Linked DNA regions of Macaca mulatta: region 2 is linked to region 1. A link is a contact called in public Hi-C data. All regions are on one chromosome and are shown on one strand. Each heading gives the region's core, a stretch centred on a gene start, on an enhancer-like site or on the middle of the called end of the contact. The rest is flanking DNA. Distances are from core to core; before and after follow the strand shown. Region 1 overlaps CTBP2 (C-terminal binding protein 2). Region 2 overlaps CTBP2 (C-terminal binding protein 2).

The links. Hi-C and Micro-C count contacts between places; a contact is called where the count stands out from the background.
Region 2: a contact with region 1 is called in a Hi-C map of sperm, with 3 times the contacts expected there. The contact joins two enhancer-like sites. A contact is called at or near these places in 3 of 14 Hi-C or Micro-C datasets (blood, cortical neurons and sperm).

What each region holds. Positions count from the first base shown.
Region 1 is chr9:137,119,317-137,127,140 of T2T-MMU8v2.0, reverse strand. The region is part of intron 2 of CTBP2 (C-terminal binding protein 2); the gene reads left to right. Among named protein-coding and RNA genes, the nearest start is that of CTBP2, 100 kb to the left of the region's middle. Within about 2 kb of position 4,205, at least 13 of the 40 cell types and tissues checked have an H3K27ac peak or open chromatin away from gene starts, as enhancers often do.
Region 2 is chr9:137,205,979-137,213,802 of T2T-MMU8v2.0, reverse strand. All of the region lies in intron 1 of CTBP2 (C-terminal binding protein 2), which reads left to right. Among named protein-coding and RNA genes, the nearest start is that of CTBP2, 13 kb to the left of the region's middle. Within about 2 kb of position 3,337, at least 5 of the 40 cell types and tissues checked have an H3K27ac peak or open chromatin away from gene starts, as enhancers often do.

The DNA.
Region 1 (7,824 bases), core at 2,956-5,455:
CAAAAACAAATCCTGGGGAGCTGACTGCGCAGGATGTGGACTTGGTATTTCCCTGATACTGGCGTTTGTTAGCCGGATCCTGCCTTTTCCCCTCACCACCTCCCCTTCCCCAAAGTCCCTGTGGGCTTTGCTCTTCCTTCCCTTTATTTTGCTGAAGTTGACAGTCAGGTATGAGCTGCATTAAAATGTTGACTCATCCTAGGGTTGTTTTCAATTTTTTAAAAAGTGCACATTCAGAAAAGAACGCAGATTCATGTGTGCAGCACAGGAAATTATCACAAAGAGAATGAGGCTCTTGTTGGGGGCATTTGAGTTCAAGCAGAGTGCCCCAGTTGCAAGACTTCCATTTGGATCTGATGATGGCTGGACTTCCCTGGAAAGACCAGATCCCAAGAGCCCAGTCAAAGAACAGTCTGTCAAGCAACCCCCCAACCACAGTTTTTGTGTAGAGCGGTTTGGGGAACCCATGGAATGGGGACAGTATGATGTATTTTCTAGTGGCAAACATCTCATCATCGAGTGAGTTTCTTTGCTGGGTATTTCATGTTCTGTGTGAAACAGTTGTGGTTACCTGTGGGAGAATATTCTCTGCTCGTTAAGCAGTAAAACCAGTGAGGTGGGGAAACTAGTGAAACTGAAATCCCAAATATGCAAAACTTGGCAAGAAAGTAGAGAAGAACCAGACCAGCTCTGAGCTAAGTCACCAAACCAGAAAGATTTCATTCTTTGTCTTTTCTTCCTGTGTCTTTTAACCACAAGCCTTGGGCTGAATCCCCACATCTCACTACATAGGGAAGCAGGGTCAAGGCTGACCAGGGACATTGGCGTGGCGGGAATGGGTGAAATCCACTGGGTGGATGGTCACCTCTCTGCCTTTTTTGAAACGAAACTTCTCTGATTTTTATTTCAAGTTGTCCTTAAGAACATGATTCTAAAACGGATTCAAAGCATGCACCCTGACTATATATAGAACATAAGGCAAACTTGGACAATGGATTGTGGCACTTGTGTTTTTTCTTGTACCTGAAATTCTTAGAGTTGGGGCTCTCTTCCCTTGAGAAGTAGAGCTGCCATTCTTTGGAGACCGATGGGTGACCTCAGCATTGTCCTCACCAAGAACACTGTTTCCCCAGGGATCGCACCCCTCCCTCCAAAGTTATTTTGCTCTGAAGGCCTGAGTTTGGAAGAAGTACTTGATGTTCCCGTAATTGTGGAAACCGGAAGGTAACTTACCTGTTTGTGCCTGGCCTAATTCAGATTAGAAAAAGATCAATCCATTGTTGTCTAATGGGCAGGGGACGAATTATGAAAAAGACAGAAAGAGCCCGTAAAATGATAGGGATGTCCTGGCTCCCAGGCAAACTCTGGTGAAAAGAGAGACTAGGGTATTCCCTGAGGTATTCACCATCTGATTGTCTTCCACACCATATATATAAGCTATTTATAAATTCATTGCCCTGGTCGAAAATACAAAAGCTACTGGTAGTGATTTACTTTTTTAATGCATTTAAAATAACTGGATTCCTATGTGGAGGTGGAGTTGGATAATTAAATTACAATGGCCTCTAAAGTTGGGGTGCGGAGGATTGAGGGCTTCAACAGAGAGCACCCCTGGGAAGGTGGCGCTGCAGCCTGGGGGTGGGGGGAAACATGGCTGATGCACTTGCCGCAGGCGTCCCTACACGGGGAGTCCACGCTTCTTGCCCAGACACCCTGTGGCTTCGAGAATCACTGTGACATAGCCACGGGAGAGCTGTGTCTGCTTAGTGCCTTTGTTTACTTTGGAAGTTTGTCCTACGTGAATGAATTCGCAAAACTTACATTCCCCGTAAAGCTGTCACTGAGAGAAAACACAGCAATAACTCAGGTGATGTAGTTAAACCACTATTGAGTTTGCGCCATCCGTGAGTTGATAAATCGTATAGCTTCATTTGGTAGGAATCAGCAATTTTATGTGGCAATTAATTTTTACTACTGTAGGGGAGCCAGAGGACGAGCATTTTACTTCGGTTTTGTGTGTGTTGAGAGAAACTTAACGGTTTTGCCACAGCAAGAAAGGACCGTGCGTGAGGCCTTACGCACGAGTCGTCGTGTCTGGGTGTTATCCTGGGGCGTCCTTGCCATCTTTTGTTGGTTCCTCACGTGGGCAGAGGAGTGAACGCTCAGTCCCCATCAGGGTGCCACAGGCCTCATGACACGTGGGTAAAACACGTGTGTGGCTTGCAGAGAAATACATTCTCCGTATTTCTTAAGTGTGATGTTTTTCCCCTCCAGACCAATTCACCCATGCTGTTTCCACATCAGAGATGAAGATGTGCTCAGGGTAACACGTAATTAGCTTTCCAGATTGCTTCGTAGAAGGATAATGTGATAATTTTCCCATTGTTCGTTTTTGGTTCCACCAATGATGGCCATTTAGCACAGCACACGGTTGCGGCTGAGGTCCAGCTCGAGGCTGGCCGTGGCTGTGCACAGCTGCCCAGGGCCCTGCCTCGCTGCTGGGGAGCTGTCCTTTCTTTGGCTAAGCTCCCTTCCTGTGGAGGCCCAGCCTGCTCACTGGAACGCCAGAAAGATCATCTGAGCACAGTTGTCTGTTCAGCCAGCCTCTCTCGGGGCCATTAGAAAAACATGGGTGCACAGCAGATGCCGTTCCTTGGGTGCCCTCAGTGGTTTATTTTTTACTTTTTGAGATACAGTCTCGCTTTGTTGCCCAGGCTAGAGTGCCGTGGCGCGATCTCAGCTCACTGCAACCTCCACCTCCCAGGTTCAAGAGATTCTCCTGCCTCAGCCCTCCTGAGTAGCTGGGATTACAGGTGTGTGCCACCATGCCCGGCCAGTTTTTTGTATTTTTAGTGGAGACGAGCTTTCATCGTGTTGGCCAGGCTGGTCTTAAACTGGCCTCAGGTGATGCAGCTGCCTTGGCTTCCCAGAGTGCTGGGATTACAGGTGTGAGCCACCGCACCCGGTCCGTCTGTGTTTTTTATCACAGATGGCAGTGACCCTAACCCTAATGCTAACCCCTCACGCTGCGTTCTGCGTGCTGCCAGTTGGTGTCTGCTGTCCTAGAACTTCTCTGCAGCCTTCAGAGTGGGTGGCGCTGTCCCCACATTACAAATGTACAGCTTTTAACAGGACAGACTTTAAAAAGCAGATGTCCTCATCACCCTTATTTCACTTGCATTCTCTTACAGACACACCCTACCTGGCCATTATACAGTGAACCCCAGCTTCTATTACAGCAACAAGTAGTTCAGCGTGTTTTCCTAAAACAAAAGGACTAACACTAGCGGAGCTTTGAGAGCACCCCTGTGCCCCCCACCCCCCGTTCAGGGATCTCTCTTTCTAGTAGTCCAGAACTGAGGGGTGTAGACCTCAGCCACCCCCTGTGTACCCCGTTCCCCTGTTGGCACCATTTTGAGTCACTGGGTTCTGCTTCCGCAGCCCCGGTGGGAGCAGTCACTCAGGCCCTCTCAGTTTAGCAATTGAAACAGGAAGTGAAACACCAGGAGCTTCGGTCCATCACAAGCTCAGGGTGTAGACGACCCCTTGGCTACCCGGCTTCAGTCCCACCTCCACCCCAGCTATGTCTTTGGCCAGTTGTTTTCTACCCCGGGCCTCCGTTGAGTCATTTTAGATGAGGAAAGCATACCTGGTTGCTGAGATTGTTGGGAGGAATGAGTGAATTCATGCAAAGTGCTGGGAACAGTGCACAGAATGCCATGAACCGGGGAGCCTGCTTATTACTACAGCTGCTCCCCTCAGTAAAGGTGTGACAGTTGTAGTGACCGTGAGGAGGTGGCACCTCACCGTGGTGCGTTTGAGAACCCAGGAATGCAGGCCAGCTCGCAGGTCCAGGATACTGAACCCAGGAATGCAGGCTAGCTAGCAGGTCCAGGATGCTGAACCCAGGAATGCAGGCTAGCTAGCAGGTCCAGGATGCTGAACCCAGGAATGCAGGCTAGCTAGCGGGTCCAGGACGCTGCACGGGGGCTCCGTCTGGCCTGTGGTACCGGCTCTCAGTTGCCTCTGGCTTGGTGTGGGAGCCTCAGACTTTGCTGCTGTAGACCCCGTTATATTCTCCCATACCCAGGTCACCTGGTGTCTGAGTCCCAGGCCACTCCTGGAACTGGGATCTGTGGGATTTGGTGTCAAGTTGTGGCTGTCCCTTGGAGCAGGAAGGAGGAGAGGTGAGGGAGGCCCTGTTCCTGGTGCTGCAGGGCCTGTACCCCTTCCTGCCCACAGGCCTTCTCTGGCCTTCTCCTGGGGCATCTAGGGGTGTGGAGCAGGGCGGCTGCCAATGGGGCCACCGTCAAGGGAAGTGTGGGTGTAGCCCTGGATGCCCAGTGAGAACTTTCCCTGAACCAGAGTGTCTGGTGCCAACGGCACCACCAGAGGGGGCCGTTCCACTGGAAGTCCTATCGGGAAGTATTTTTACAGCGCTTGGCTGTCCTTGCAGACGAAAATAAGATGTTTGCTTTAGCAATTTGCTTAGCCCTGAAAACATTCCTAGACAATGCCAGGGCCTTAGTTGAAAATAGTATGCTCAGCTTGCTGGGATGGTCCCAGGAAGGATGTTTGGAGTGAAAATAAAATGGTACATACCAGGGCTGTTTGCCGCCGCAGGAATCCCGGCAGAGTTCAGCATTGAGGGTTGCCGGGAGCCAGGATCTAGCAGGGGCTGGCTGTGGGCTGCCCTAGGGTGCACCCCTGGGGCCAACCGGAAGATTCCAGAACAGGAAGAACTGTCTGCAGGTGTCACGCTGCATGTTGCTCTTCCTTCCCTTTGCACCTTAGCACACCAGCCCCCATGGGTCAAGAGGGGTCTCCAGCTGCAGGTCACAGTCCTGGTCTGGGCTTCATGTCCTCTAGGTTGGGGCACGGGCCTCTCCGAGGAAGCCTGCCCGTGTGGTTCTTATTCCTCGACTGTGAGAAACTTCTTTATCCATCTGAAATCTCTCCTCTTGGCTTCCCCTCTCCCTTGGTCATGGTTCTGCCCACACAGAATACACCCAGTCTCTCTTCCGCATGACTGCCCTGCACATAATCGCAGGCAGAGATGGAAACTCGGGAACGTTCCCTGCTGGGGATGAGCATTGCCACTCTCTTCCACAACACATTTGCAAATTTTTCACTTGCTCAGAACCAGTGTTACAGGTAAGCCGCAACAGACACGCACGTGTACACACATGCACACACACACATACACGTGGGTGGGGGCAGTGGAATATCATGACCAGTAGTTAAGAAAAAATGCATCTGTGTTTAAGAGCCGTTTTTTAAGAAAAAGTACTTGAACTCAAATAATGACAAGTGACTTATTTCATGACATTTGTCTCTGAGACAAGGTGGCAAATAGTGTGCTGTGATCATTTGTCGTGTGAAAGTGTGAAGCCAGAGTAGCCCGCGCAGCTCCAGAGCCTTTGTTTTCCTCTGCGGATTCCCTTGGCAGCGTTTCTGTGGAGGATAAAAATAGCACACGGTGCCTTAAAATAAATGGCTGTGGGGAATGCTTGTGTATATCAGCTGCGTGGCCACATATGTTCACATTCTCCATATTGTTCACTCTTCAAAAGAGTGACTGGGATAGACGGTTCGAATCTGCCCGCCATATGATAACTTCAGTGACACGGAAGAGCCTTTGGGCCCTGGGAGGGATGACTCCAGGGATGGGCAATGGGACAGGCTCAGGTGTGTTGAACTCGTGGCTAACCCACAAAGTCCTGCGAGTGAGCCTGTTCTGTCCTTTACCGCATTTCATCCTAAGTATCTCCCCACAAAAGATCAGCAGAGCCAGACCCAACACAAGCTCCCAGACAGGCCCCTTCCTGACTCCCAGTGAATCCAGACAAACGATGACAAATTCCGCCTCCTGGAGCTGGTGGGGCAGGAAATTGGTGGGGGGAGGGGGTGGCACATTGAGCTGCCCACTGCTTCAGCATCAGTGGCCTTGGAGCATGGCTTCTGGGGTCCACGTCAAAAACAGTGTGAAAATCTTAGTGTGGCCATTAGGCTAATGGGTCCAGGTCAGGTGTGGATCAGGATGGGTTGACGGTGACAAGCCTTGGGTCCGGAGTAAATTCCATCTAAATCCTTCACTTTGGGCTGGAGTGCAGTGATGCGATCTCTGCTCTCTGCAACCTCCACCTCCCAGGTTCAAGCGATTCTAGTGCTTCAGCCTTCCGAGTAGCTGGGATTACAGGTGTGTGCCACCACACCCAATTAGTTTTTTGTATTTTTAGTAGAGAAGGAGTTTCGCTATGTTGGCCAGGCTGGTCTTGAACTCCTTACCTCAAATGACCTGCCCGCTTTGGCCCCCCAAGTGCTGGGATTCCAAGTGTGAAACACCATGCCCGGCCTCAATTCACATTTCTGAAGTGAAATTGCATATGTCTTACCCCTCAGGTACCTTCATGTAGCTGATTTTCTCCTCTGTAAACCAACAAAACCCACCAGGATCCTGAAACAACTAGCATTGCTTGTGTCTCCTTTTTACTTAAACATGCCTCTCTCCCCCACCGCCCACACTTTGCTTAGCACCAGCAAAGGAGACAAAAGTGACAATGCCATCCCCAGAAGCTTCACACAGTGAGCCTCCAGTATCCGTGCAGAAACCTCCCCTCGCCCATCCTAGTGGTAAGGAAATCTCCTGAAGGTCCTCGTCACCTGCCTGACCGTGGGAATTTGCTTTTGGTGATGGTGGAATCTCCGTGTGAAGAATTTTGTAGACTTGATTCTCTGATCTCTCTGTGCCTTTTTATTTTGAGACAGAGTCTCACCCTATCGCCCAGGCTGGAGTGTGGTGGCGTAATCTTGGCTCACTGCAGCCACTGCCTCCTGGGTTCAAATGATTCTCCTGCCTCAGCCTCCTGAGTCGTTGAGATTACAGGTGTGCGCCACCACGCCTGACCAATTTTTGTATTTTTAGTAGAGACAGGGTTTTGTCATGTTGGCCGGGCTAGTCTCGAACTCCCGACCTCAGGTGATCTGCCCACCTCGCCATCCCAGAGTGCCAGTATTACAGGTGTGAGCCATTGTGCCACCACACCTCGCTAATTTTTGTATTTTTAGTAGAGATGGAGTGTCGCCATGTTGGCCAGGCTGGTCTCGAACTCCTGACCTCAGGTGATCTGCCTGCCTCAGCCTCCCAAAGTGCTGGGATTACAGGTGTGAGCCACTGCACCCGGCCGTGGCTTCACATTTCAACAGGGGAATAGTGGTGACACACACCTGTGCCTCGCTGTGTGAACACCGTCCTCCAAATCCTTGGCGGTTAGCACGGAAAAGGCAAAAATCAGCAGGAGAGGAATGGATGGTTAGATCAGGTGAGAGCACCTTTACGGGATGGTGGCCAGGAGGCATCTCGTGAGGACGCAGCACTGTGTGTGCAAACCTGTCGTGTGAAGAACTTTAACGTCTTTCTGGAGTTTTCTGGTGCCTGTATTCTTTATAGTGGGTGACTTTGGGGAGGGCACAGCTGCATATTCCTGGCTGGCTGGGTGCAACTGGGTTCCCTCACTTTGCCTACTGCACAGTGGTCAAGTTCGGGTGACAGCCCAAAAGTTTCTCCCAGTCAGGGCTCCTGTAAAACTCCAACAGTTCATAAAGAACAAGCAGAGTCCTGACGCTGAGAGGCCTCCACGTTAGAAATGCTTTAGATGAGAAGGCTGAAAAGCACACCCCCCGCCCCCCACCCCCGCGACCCCCCCCGCACCCCGCCACCTCAGCTCATTTGTGCCAGAAAGCGCCAGGCCTCACTCCTGCCGTGGCCCTGAGCCTGGCTTCCCGTGAGACCCTCTTGGGGCCTGTGAACAGGAAGTGGGACGG
Region 2 (7,824 bases), core at 2,088-4,587, 88 kb before region 1:
CTCCTTGTTCCTGTGACTTGCGGTGTGGGGGGCCTGGGGCGCCGGGAACCCCTGCGATCAGCTCAGACTGACTCCAGGGCGACTTCCGGTGTCCTGCGCGACCTTCTGCTGCGGGGAGGGCCAGCCCGACACACCTGGCCGCCTTCTACCTGGAGAGGGCGGGGTCTCCTGCATTTCCCGGACCGCGGGGGTGCCCCACCCTGCTGCGAGGACGGGCCTCCTGGCGTCCGGGCTTCCGGGGTCCCGGAGTTCCTGGCTCCCGAGCCCCAGGTGAAGCCCCCTCCATGCCTGGGGTCCGCCCCTCTCCTCCCGGCGGGTGGACCTGGAGGCTCCGCCCCCGCGGGCCCGAACACCTGGCGCCGCGGCCCCGCCCCAGCTGTGCCCTCTTCCCCCCGCAGGGCACCTGGCGGCCCCGCCCCGGCCCCTCCGCGGGTCGCGGTACCTGACACCCCCGGGCCCCCCCACCTCGCGCCTCGCCTTTTCACTTGTAAATGGAGCCGCTTCCCGCCGCGGGGAAGTCGTTGAGAGGTGTGAGAATGGGCCCTGCCCCCCGTGCCCACTTCCTCCTTCCTCCCGCTGGCCTTTGTGCTGAGCTGGCCCGCTTGGACCCCGGGCGGCGGGGGTCCAGCTAGACGCCGCCTCAAGCCAGCGGGGTCGCCGGCGCCTCTCCGGTCCGCGAGGCACCGGCAAGGGAGGAGCCTCGAGACCACGCGGGACACCACGTTGGGCCCCTAGCCCGCACTCCAGGCTCAGAGCAGGGGCAGGGACCTGGTTGCAGCAGGTCAGAGCCGCCTCCACCCCGCAGCGGTCGCGGACTCCGGGCGCTCCAGACCTGGGGTCGTGGTGAGGTTCGTTGATTGACTGCGCGATGGTGGCTGAGTTGCAAGCAAACGGTAAACAGCGGCATCATTTCCACCAGACCGGCTTGGGATCTCGTCTCCTGGGCAGTGTTTGGGGGCGGCCACGGTTCGTGAATAACCTTCGAATCTGGGTGTTTTTCCTTGTAGTACGAATAGCGCAGTGGCAGTTGCTGTGGGAAACAGCGAGGGCCACTGAGACCTTCAGCAGAATTCCACGTCAAGGACGAGTGACATTTGCGCTCCTCTGCTGCGTTCTCTGCTGTTCACCCCGGCGGCTCTGACACCTGAAGCCTGGGAGGCTTCTGACTAGAGGTTGTCGGAGCGCTGAGTAGTAGGACGGTGCGGTCTGACCCGTTCCGTCTTGCACCCATCTTCTCCATGGAGGAATTTCTGCGTTCGCCTCTATGTTTTGCAGATTTAATTTGGTGCTCCAGAAATTTATGCAGCCATTCAAGTGCGCTGTACCTGTTGTTCAAGTAACTAGAGAACAACCATTTCCTGAGCACTTACTTAGTGTCTGGCACCAGTTCGCTGGGCCATTGTGTGTTGTTGCGTTTCATTTTCACGAGGTGGGGTGATGTCTGAGGAGTCACTTGGGGGACTTGCCTGAGTGGGTTGGGCATGACTCCGTGGTGGGAGGAGGAACTCCTTCCTGCCTGGGGTGAGCCTCTTTCCTTGCCCACCCTGAAATTAAAGGTTCAGGGGAGGAGCCGTCCCGTTTTCCCCAGGAATCAACTGAGCTTCTCAGATAAAGATATCTTTCTCTCAGGCCCAGACCTGTTTGATGAGTGATCATTTTGTTAGGAAGTCACAATCCAATGCCACGGAGCGGTTTCTAGATCATTTCCTGCTCTAGGACGTTTTACATTCACTACACTTTTGGAGAGAATCTTCAGAACAGCGTGGCTCCTGTTCAGAAGCCTGAGGCAGGCCCCATTGAATACATGGGTCAGACTCTCTGGATCACAGACTCGCTGTGTCCAGGCAAAGGCCAGACACCTGCCTTGAGATCGGCTCTCCGGGGCCGAAGCACAGGGCTGTCCTGGCAGAGGCAGAGGTGGTAGTTAGTCACTGTTTTACCAATGAAGAATCAGAGCCAGGGAGCTTAGGTAATTAAGTCTAGCTAGTTACTACCAACTTCACCTGCCTCTGGCTTCTCTGTGGCTGCCCGAGGCTGCTTGTGGCCTTTGACTGGGACACGGGAAATGTCTGGGGATGGCTCTGCCACGCTAACCAACAGACCTCTTCTTTCCTCCCAAGCTCAGTTTCTCCCTTGCCGTCATCTGTGTGTCTGATGCAACATCACCCCCCCCCCGCCGCACTCCAAGAGCGCAAGGGCACACTCTCCGGGGGTTCTGTGTGTGGCTTTCACAGTGCTTAGGGCTTCATGTGGTAAAGTTGGATTTAGTGGCCAGGTAACATTTTATCAATAGGTAAGACTATCAATAGGTAACACCATGTTTGTGGTCTGGGATGGCATGATCGCAGCCGCCCTCCACCCCCCACCTCCCTCCCCAACTCTGGTTGCCTCTGGCTTTCAACTGGAGCCATGTGCACACCTTAAATAGGATCTGGTTTGTGGGTTCCACCTTGGGGAGTTGGGGGTCAAGAGACAGGGAAGATGCTTAGGATTTCTCCTAGCTGGGAGTGTCTATTTGCACCACTCCTGTGAAAAGCGGGGAGAAACTGGATTTTGCCGGATGAACTTCCTTTGGGTCGCTCCCCTGCATTTGTGTGGTGTGAGCCTTAGAAAGGAATTTGAATTAATACTCCTGAACAAAGGGAACAGCCTTCTTTTCAAAGAGGCTATCAGAGAACTGAAAGGGAATGGCACAAAGTTGGGTGTGTCTTCAAATCCAGAGACCAGCCCTGCTTGGGTGAGCTTGGGTGATGAACTCACCGGGAGAGTACCCGGGGCAGGTGATGCGGGAGCTCCCAGGCTGACCTTGGCTTTCTGAAGAGGGTAAGGTCCCCATAAGGTGGAGGTTTTCCTGAAAAACAGGCTTTTCTTTATAAGATTACCTTCCTCCTCTACAACCCTTCTCTTCTTTTTGTGAACACGTGTGTGCTTGTGAGCACATGTGTGTTCTGGAAATCTCGGTCTTCACTGGGGCTCCAGTGGGGCCAGGGGTGGTGTCCCTCTGCCTCCATCTCGGCCTTTGGGTTCTGCTCTGTCTTGTGGATGACTCAAGGAAGTGCTGGGAGGAGTCTCTTGACAAATCAGTCATGTGAGGCTGGTGTCCTGGCTCAGCTCCGGCTTGGGTAGTGATTAGAGGCTGCCTATTTGAAGTCCTCCCTGCAGTCTTTAAACAGGTCTCCATTCTGCTTCACTCCACCTGGAAGAGGGTGGTGGGGCCAGGATCATCCCCCGGCCAGCCCTCTCCTCTCTTGTGTTGCCTCATTGGGACACTGAGAAGGGGGAAGCTGCTTTCTCAGAGGCTGTTGCTTGGCAAGTGGACATGGCGTCTAAGCATGAGAATGACTGCAGCGTGCAGGTTCCCGTGAATGGTCATTTCCTGCGAGCCAGGCCTTGTGAGTGGTCTTCCAGAGCCCGTGTCGTGTCTGTGGTGTGTCCCCTGTCCTGTTCCAGGTTTCAGAGATCCTTTGTGCTGGGCAGAAGATCCACCGAGCTGGCATCCAGGTTCCTCCAGCAAAACACGGCACCGTGGTGGACCTGCCGCAGCTCTGAGGCCAGCGAGCCGGTTTTCCCCTCACCCTGTTTCCCAGCCCTGGCATCTGCAGAGTGTCCGTTCTCCTCGCTCCTCCACGGCGCGTGCTTTTCGCTCAGGGTTGAGGATTCATTTTCCTCCACTTGCACACATCCTTCTCATTTCTCAACTAAGCCCAGGATTAAGAATGAGGCTTCAACTGACAAAAGCCAGGAGGGTCACAATTGAAGTTGGAATTGTGTCTGCAGCAATGTCTTCCTTGGCGTTTAAGGAAGGCCTCGAAGAGTGGGGCATTTTTTTCTATCCTAAGTTGGCCACATGGCTCCAAATAGTGGGCAACGGAAGACGCCTCTGGTGAACGGGGGAGTGTCTTAGCTGAGGATCTCATGTCCGCAGAGGATGAAGGGAGGGGGGTTAGGACTCAACCCAGTTGTGCTTTTGGGTCCCTGGTTGTGTCCCAGCCAGGCCTGAGAGCTTAGAAGCAAGTCCCATATGTTACTTGACCCCTCAGAATAGTCCTTTAAAATATTTCTCGGCAAGGAAGCTTCTTGTCAAGGAGTTTTCTTCCCCAATTCTCTTTGTCTTCTAGAGCAGCAGGCAGGGGGGGAGGGGAGCCTGGGTTCGCTGTGGTTAGCGGGAAGGGGCTGCAGCAGCACTTGGACCACCTTCGTGGTCACGCCTGTAGCTGAGACTTTTGCAACCTGGTGGTTACTTGGCATGTCAGGGGCCTGGCTCAGATCCAAAGTTTTGCTCTAGGGGCCCCGGCAGTGCACTTTAAAAGTGCTGAGCTAACTGCTGTGCTCACTTTGGTGGCTGGTGACAAGAGGTCTCACTGGAAGGTCGTGAATGTCATTCTTCCTTTCAAACACTGAGGCTGTGTCCAAGGAGAGATGGGCCTGCCCTCCTAGAGCTTAGTAGAGGCAATGAGATACAAGGGGGACAGACTGTTCAAGGAAGTGTGGCAAAGAAGGGATGGAAAGAAATGCTTGACTTCTCTCCCACTCTGGGAAGCCTTTGCAAAGGGCTTCAGTTTCTGAATCTGTAAAATGAGGGTAAGGAGAGGGTGTGTTGTAAGGATTCAGTGAGGTAATGTTTATAAAGCCCTTAGAACGAGCCTGACATATCATATGTGTTTGTTAAATTTTTTTTTTTTTTTGAGATGGGGGTTTCACCACATTGCCCAGGCTTGAAGTGCAGTGGCACAATCACAGCTCACTGCGGCCTCGACCTCCCGGGTTCAAGCAATTTTCCCATCTCAGTCTCCCAAGTAGTAGGTGGGACTACAGGTATATGGCACCACACCTGGCTAGTTTTTGTATTTTTTGTAGGGATGGGGTTTGCCATGTTGCCCAAGCTGGTCATGAACTCCTGAGCTCAAGCAATCCTCCCTCCTTGGCCTCCCAAAAGTGTTGGGATTACAGGTGTGAGCTGCCAAACCTGTCATGGTGCTATGTTAAAAATTCCTGGAAGATGTCATGCCCTGTGGTAGGGAAGGGGAGTGGCTGGTAGGGCTGGCTTAGTTTGGGAACAGCCATCTTCTCACTGATTCCTGGGGCCAAAGCAATGAACTGAAAACTGTTCACAAGGTTAATTTTAGTCTGTGGGCTGTTACTGCGTATTAGGTCACTCCAAGAAATGCCCAGTAAAATGTTTACTTTCTATTTAAGACCTACTTTCTCTTCCTGGAGAAGGAAGAAAAAACTGCCTTACCTGATGGGCAGCCAGGGTGGGGGCCCAGAGCCTCCTGCCCCAGCCACCCTGCCCAGGTGGAGCCTGTTGAGAAGGGTGGCTCAGGTTTGAATTCTCCACTTTTGAGAGCTCAGTATCATCTTTATAGAGTACATAAAACACAGTGAACATGGGCATGACAGGCCACATTCCGAAGAGCATATTTGTTCAGGAAAAGGAACTGCGTCTGCCCTTCCCTCTGTGCACATAGTTCCCTTCATAGCTCCCTTCACCCTTCCAGGTCCCTGAGGAGTGGGTGCATTTGCCAGACAGTGACCAGGGCTGTCGACTTGCTTGGTGGCATCCTGTTTGGTTTCTTGTGGGTGCTCGGTCAATAGCAGCTGTGGTAACTGGACCAGGTGCAGCTGGGTGGCAGATTTGCTGGGAGTGTTTGAGCATGTTCCTGACCCCAGGCCCTGGCAGTGGGGTGGTAATTAATCATCTCCTCCTAGGATGTTCATTCACAGATACTGACTGAGCACCCACTAGGGGCCAGGCGTAGTACGCATGTGCGTGGAGCATCACCGAATGTCTTCCAATTGAAATGTTCAAATATTCTTTTCTCCGCCCAGCCAGTGTTAACTGCGCTGTGCTTCTGTGAGGCTACAGGTGTGGGTATAGGTCATGGGCATGAAATGGTAAGGTGGGATAAGGAAGGTGCCTCTCCAGCAGTTTGTCATCTTCAGGGTGTGCTGGTCATTTCATGGACCAGCAGTTTCTTTGGATTCAACTCATGCCGTTAAAAATCTCACTTGGGGGCCAGGTGGGGTGGCTCATGCCTGTAACCCCAGCACTTTGGGAGGCCGAGGCAGATGGATCACCTAAGGTCAGGAGTTTGAGACCAGCCTGGCCAACATGGTAAAACCCTGTGTCTACTAAAAATACAAAAAATTAGCCAGGTGTGGCAGCATGCACCTGTAATCCTAGCTATTTGGGAGTCTGAGGCAGGAGAATTGCTTGAACTCTGGAGGCAGAGGTTGCAGTAAGCCAAGATTGGGCCATTGTACTCCAGCCTGGGTGACAGAACAAGACGCTGTCTCCAAAACAAGGAAAGAAACAAAAAATTCACTTGGGGCCAGACATGGTGGCTCACGCCTATAATCCTAGCACTTTGAGAGGCCGAGGCGGGCCAATCACCTGAGATCAGGAGTTCAAGAGCAGCCTGGCCAACATGGCAAAACTCCATCTCTTCTAATTGGTTTTGGAGAAATTGGCTTTGCAGATTATATTTTAGTCTCTTCTAGAAATGCAAACATTAGCCAGGCGTGGTGGTGTGCACCTGTAATTCCAGCTACTCGGGAGGCTGAGGCAGGAGAATCACTTGAACCTGGGAGGCGGAGGTTGCAGTGGGCCGAGATCGTCCCATTGCACTCCAGCCTGGGCGACAAGAGCGAAACTCTTTCTCAAGTTAAAAAAAAAAAGTGTTACTTGGGAAAAGCAAAATGGTCCTTGAAAATGCCCTTGGGAAACCACCCATGCTGGAATGCAAGGGCATCTCAGTTGGCCAGGGACCAGGGGTCTGGGGCCGGAATGTCATATTCCTCATTTGCAAATCCTGGAGAGTGCACAATAAATAAGATGTGAGTGCGTGTGGGACGTGCTCCCAGGCTAGCTGTTTGTTACCATTATTTTTATTGGGGACGGTGGTACTGGTGGTGGTGGTGACAGTAGGATTCATGGCAATCCCACTAGTTATGGTGGTGTGAATGTCATTGAGAAAGACAAATCCTCCCGTCAACTCTGCCTTCTTCCTCCTAGCAGGGAGTGGCTGTTTGTGCCCTGTTTTATCAGGAGGGAGCAGGTAAGTGCTAGCATCCCTCTCGCCTCCTGCCCTGCCCTGCCCTGCCCCAAAGGACAGCAGATACCTTTAATATTAGGAAGCTTGGGTGGGCTCGGTGGTTTTCACCAGTGACTCAGTCAGTCCCCAGAGAGGGTTGGGGGTGCTCAAGAGGATGGCTTCTGGAACAGGGTGGGTCCCCAAGACACCCCTGGCCAGGAGTCTCCTGAGGGCCCCCCTTCTTCCCAAAGGAGAAGCCCTAACATCTGTATTTTTAGCCACCTCCTCCAGGGGGTGCCTGATGCAGCCAGCCCGAAACCTGCCAACAGCAGCACACAGACTGGCTTTCTTCAGAAGCAAACCACTCCCCCAACACACACCCACACACTCGAGTCTGGTTATTGAACATTTGGCATGAAAAATGGTTGAAGGAAGATTTTATATAACTGAAATAACCCACTAAATTGTTTGAAACTTGGAATATGGATTTCTGCTGTACTCATCCTCATTCTTTGAAAAGGGATTCTCCACCCTCCAACATTACCAGGCATTCCTAGGACAGCAGAGAAATGTCCTGGGTGTCTGTTAAAACTGAAGCCGGTTCTGTATTCAGATGCACTTGACATTTCACCCTTGACCAGGCAGCAGTGTGTATTGAGATGAGGCTGGGCAGTGTCAGAGCATACCTGCTAGAGAAGAAATTGGTTGTGCAGATTATATTTTAGTAAAATCTGAACCGCTCAGTGAAGCACACTATTACAATCTGTGTACACACAAAGAGGGATGCCAC